2 separate regions of the Gossypium hirsutum genome follow, and region 1 is linked to region 2. The links are chromatin contacts, called in public Hi-C maps. All regions are on one chromosome and are shown on one strand. The core of a region is the stretch at or near the end of the contact, and the rest is flanking DNA. Distances in the headings are between cores, read along the strand shown.

The links. A called contact is a pair of places that touch in the nucleus more often than the background predicts.
Region 1: a contact with region 2 is called in a Hi-C map of leaf, with 2.6 times the contacts expected there. The contact joins the promoter of LOC107932908 here to the promoter of LOC121232162 in region 2. A contact is called at or near these places in 3 of 34 Hi-C or Micro-C datasets (callus and leaf).

What each region holds. Positions count from the first base shown.
Region 1 is chrA07:15,793,373-15,796,255 of Gossypium_hirsutum_v2.1, reverse strand. It overlaps LOC107932908, which reads right to left and starts at 1,544. Exons shown (of 4, transcript XM_016865031.2): 1 at 1,274-1,544; 2 at 1,057-1,170; 3 at 70-174. The coding sequence starts at 1,370.
Region 2 is chrA07:15,578,200-15,580,977 of Gossypium_hirsutum_v2.1, reverse strand. It overlaps LOC121232162 (knob-associated histidine-rich protein), which reads right to left and starts at 1,275. Exons shown (of 3, transcript XM_041117643.1): 1 at 864-1,275; 2 at 428-561; 3 at 91-336. The coding sequence starts at 1,147. The coding sequence ends at 302. LOC121232163 (cyclin-C1-2) reads left to right here. Exons shown (of 9, transcript XR_005930388.1): 9 at 1-111.

The sequences.
Region 1 (2,883 bases), core at 295-2,794, 220 kb before region 2:
TAAAAATAGCACTGGCACAGAATCACACAAGCACATGGAGAGACAGCGAGAGGGACTGATGAAATTTACCTTGAAGACGACCCAGAATAGCACCGGTACCAAATCCAGCTATTGCAGAATTCAGTAGATCATCAGGTCCGGTTTTACGAGTAGCTGTTACAAACTCACGTGCTCCTGCACGAATTAAGGAGAAGAAAAAGGTTCAAGGAAGCAACATCCTGATTTACTGTTAATAACATTCGAGGCCTGTTGCAAGTTTAATGCATTTCCCAATGTGGAATACACGACATCATCAACCTAGGTTGATCTACTAATACTAAACCTATAATTTTCGTATAAGCCAAAGTCATATCAACCTCAAAGTAACATATTTTTATCCAATAATACTACTACAAATCAAAAACCGAAAAACAAGAGAGTAGTTTTCCTTCTGTATCTCTGCTATAGGCTAAATCTTGAATGGAGAAGTCTGCATTAAACACTATGATGCTAACTCACACATGACCACGAGTATGGTACCATATTATGTTATGAGAAAGAGAATGCTTTCCTGATTCTTATGACCGACAAGACGAAAAACGAATAAACTCCCTAATAAAACTAATACGACATTCTACCCTCGTTCATTTCCTTCCGACCACACCAATCCATGGTGTCAAACAACCAAATAGTTATCCAAGTCAAGAAAGCTAATCCCACAAGTTACTTAAAATTTTCCACTAACATCATTCCAGTTAACGACTATGTCATGGAAATATATTCCGCGCAAAGCAAATTCAGTACAAGCAAGTCGTTTTACTTCGAAAGATCAAAGCAAAACTTTATCATGACCTGCATTTATATACGAGTACAAACGAAGGCAGCTAAAGAAAATAATGATCTACCATCACAACCAATGGCATAAAATTAGTAGTAGGAATTCATTTAAGTCCCTTTTCGATTGCTCTTAAAATTACATACAATTCAACATTTTCTTAACTAATTTACAATTGGGGGGTGGGGAAAGAATTTGGGTTTAACAAATACTGAAACTAATAGTAAATAAAGAAAGAATACCACAATAGCAGCCGGTGACAATAGCGAAATTAGTGGCGTAAGTAGCTGAAATATTAGCGAGGCCGTACACTTTCCGATGCTTTGACACCAACCCAACGCCTCCACCGGAAACCCCTGTTTAAAAACAAAGAGAACCACGCCTGACATTCATGAATCCTGGTGTTTCAATGAACAAACAGTACTAAAAGTGTGAGAGGGAGGGCAAAAGACAAAAGACCTGCAAGGATCGTCGGGATCAATATCCGACGCCGCCAGTCCACGGAGGTTGATGATGATGGTGATGGGGAGTCTCCTTGTTGGTTTGGGGATCCCATAGTTTCAGTTCGGAAACCTTTTTCTGGGTTCAACGAACTAGAGACACACTGTGGACAGGGAATTAGGCAAGAGAGTTATGTTGGGTCGGGTCCCGACATGTTGTTCCAAAGGCCAAAACCCAGAGTTTTTGTTAAGTTTTTTTTGGGCGAAAGTAGCTGTTAAGTCCCTCTGTTATAGAGACTAGGTCAAATTAGTTCCTCCACTATTAAATAGATCAATTTAGTATTTGTTCTATTAAAAGGAAGGGCAAACTATACCATTAGTCACTAAACTATGAGTAAGTTTTCGTTTCGGTCTCTTGACTAAAAAAGTTACAATTTGGTCATTGAACTATTCAAAAGTTTTCATTTAAGTCATTGAATTATTCAAAAGTTTTTATTTAAGTCATTGGTTTGTTAACTTTTTTTTATTTAAAGTTTCGCCAACAAGTTCCAAGTGAGGATTTGACGATTAGTACAGTGGAATAGCACATACCAACAAGTAGAAGAACATACTTTAGATCCAAGTTGATCTGACTATCAATGTCGGAGATCGAAGAAAAAAGCTGTTTGGATTTTGGTTCGTAGATTTGTAACGTCAAAAGTTGTTTCATGAAAAAAAACTAAACTATAGAAGGGATGGGGATAGAGAGCTTTTGATTGGTGTAGGCAATGCAAACAAAGAAAGCTATATAACATCGGTTTTAATAGCCTAGTGATTTAAATGAAAACTTTTGAATAGTTCAATGACCAAGTTGTAACTTTTTGAGTTAAGTCACCAAAATAAAAATTTATTCATAGTTTAATGACTAATGGTGTAATTTACCCTATTAAATTTTATCAATACAATATTAGTAAAGGGTAAAGATGGAAAAAGATTTTACTCATATCATATTAAGCATTTGACAAGCATTTATCACTATTCCAAATGGTTAGGTTTTCATTTGTGTTTAATAGACCGATGATCTGCATATGGCATAAAATTTGACATATTTGAATATTGATTTTATCTAGAGGTACCAATTGGTGAAATTATTCCAAGATATATAAAAAAAACATTTTAAAAAATTGAAATCCTGGATGAAACTTGCAAAATTCAATTGAATTGGTTTTTTTTTTAATCAAAGATGTTATAATCTAATTTATGATTTGAACCTTGGTAGTATTTAAGTAAAAAAAATTCAATAATAATGACTTCAAAATTCAAACTTAATTCAGATGTCGATAACATTTTACATAATTTTAGGCATAAAAATTATTTTGTTATAGCTTAATTGAATATTAAGTTTATTTACTTAGTCTGGATAGTTATGTTTTGGTTAACTTTGTTTATTTGATTTGGGAATTTTGGATTTGATTTATAAGATTTTGGGATTGATTTAGAGGTTCGTGTATAAAAGTTTTTGTAAATATATCTGGAGTTCATGTAAAGATGAAATCATAAATATAATTAGATAAAAGAACAGACTGTTTAAGCCCATTAGAAATTTAAGGCATGTTGGAGCATTCAAGCATCTTTTGCAGTAAAAAGGGA
Region 2 (2,778 bases), core at 26-2,525:
TGTCTGGTTTGATTTAACCCATACCTCTATGATATTACAATGGTACTATTAAAAGCATGTAGAAAGATTATTAGAGTGAATGTCGAAGTATTCATTTGAGATTTTCTTTTAGTATTAATTCAAATATTTTATCTAAGCCTTGTAAATTGAGCCAAACCCAAATTGGTCTAAACATGAAAGAACTCAAACCTGAAAACATTATAATCTAAAACTGACTCGGACTAACTTCGACCCGCGATATGTCTATATTTGAGTGACAAACGAGGTGGTAGAGTCAAGAATCTTGCATCATTTCCAGAATTTAGTTTTTCTGTTTCTTCTTAGCCTGCTTCTTCTCTGTATCCACACAAAAATACACGTGATGATCATAAAGTAAGATTAGAAATAACATAATATCAGATGAAAAATGAAGAAAAAAAATTGTTACCCAATTTTCTTTTTGCTTCGGATTTTGCAAAAAACTCCCTCCATTCATCTGTTAGAACAAAAATGGGTTCATCTTCCTCATCATCCTCTTCTACTTCCTCTTGCAGTTGTCCATAGTCTTGCTCTTGCAACGCCCTAATTAATAACCCAAAACAGAGAATAAAAAAACCAGATGAGAGATTCTTTACTTAATTAAAGAAAACAATGGTGTGGGATTGAGAAAATATGGTAAAAACTTACATGTATTCAGGATCAACATTATCTTTTAGCACCCGAATTTTCAATTCAAAATTTCAATAACTAAGCTTTGTGATGAAAACCCATGTCATAAATTTGAAAATCGAATACAGAAATGGGTTAATCGAAGGCTCTTTTCTTTTTTTTTTCTTTTTAATTTTGACAGAATTAAAAGAAGAATGAGAGTTGGAGAAACTTACGGATTGCCAGAATGGTGGGTTTCGTTTGGCGCGGTTGTGGACTCAAGAGGAGCTAAAGTAGGGCTTACGTGAGAATGGTGAGTAATGAGGTGGTGATGATGGTGATGGTGGTGGTGGTGGAGAGGGCAGCTTATTGTATAGTGATGGCGGTGATGATGGAGAGGGCAGCTTTTTGTATGATGGTGATAGTGGTGGGCAGGGCAGAGGATTGTATGGTGGTGATGCGGATAGAGGATCATCGGACGGTGTTGGTGCGAAACAGGGCATCCAGGCGAAGGTTCCATGGTTCCTATCCGTTCTTTTGACCACTTCTAGGGTTTATAAGAGTACTGAGTAAAAACAATCCAGACTAGGCCGGTGATTCGGAGAGGGATCTTGAATTGATTAGGTTGAAAATTAGTATAGACAGATTAATTTAGCTAAAAAATAAGTTGAATCAAGTTTTTAAATTTTTTTATCAGTGGCTTAATTGTCTAATTTAAAAAATATTGATAAAATTTGAACCAAATGCTTGTTATGGTGTTAATTTTAAAATTACTATTATATATACTAAAAATTCTACCATACATGTAAGTGTACGAAAACTATGTATTTGAAATTCAGAGGCTACTTTAAAAATAACATACAATATATCATAAAACATATAATTTAAAATTAATTAATAATAACACATTAAAAATGTATGATGTTAAAATGAACCAAATCCACTGCAACTATTTATCATGACGTTGTTATCAATCTTGATTTAATGTCAAAACTTAATCAACAATATTATCAATATATACAATTAATCGAGATAATAAAATAAGCATAATATAATAAAAATGTAAATATTTAAAATAATTTTTTAGTTTAGCGATAAAATTAATATTTTATTGATGTAATAGCGCGAGATCAAAATTCACCAAATTCAAATTTTTTATTGATTTTGTTTTAAAAAATAAAAAGACTAAAGTAATCTCGAATAATATAACTTAATTTTAATTACGATAAAATATTTTCATAATTTTCCTAATTAAGTTATTGTGTGATTAACTCATAATATAAACTTAACCAATAACTTACTTAATATAAGTATATTTATTCTATATATTAAATATATAGGATAAAATCATAAATATATTAATTATTTATTAATTATTTATATTATACATACTAAAAATATATATATTTAAATTATTTATAAAATATAATTATGTGGTGCACGAATAAAAAACCTAATGCACACCAACAAATGGTTGGAAGGAGCGGAAAGGTACACTTTAAATATTTGAACTAGGCTTGAATTTTGGAGTAATCATCTAGGTAAGGTATTTATCTGAATGTTGCCATTAGCTTGAATAAGATTAGTCTCAAATTATAAAATAGATGAAGATACATGTGGTTATATATATAAAAAAAAATTATGTGCAAGGTTTTCAATACTAGACTAATGATTGAATAAGTCAGGTCATCGATTAACTTAATTTGATTAACTAAATCATAAATAAAATAAATAAAATTCGATTCAACCAATTTTTAATCAATTCAACCGGTTCGTACTAATTCCTAGGACAATCAATCTAATGCCTCCCTCTAGATTAGTATCCAATCGATTTCCAATCTAATCAATCTAATTGATCGATTCGATTTGGTTCAAAAAACTATTACAATGTGTCTTTAATTGATATTTAAAAAAAAATTAAAAACTAAACAAAAGAATATTCATTTCTTAATTCCATTTGTAATATATATATAATTCAATTATAATTATAATTTTACAATATTAAATTAAAAAAGGTAAAATGTAGCTTTAATTGTGATCATACTCTTTGAACACTAAATTTTAAAATATTATGATTTGTTACATTTTAATCATTAAATTACTAATAATGAAATGATTAACATAATAAATTATATTATATTTTAATTGAAA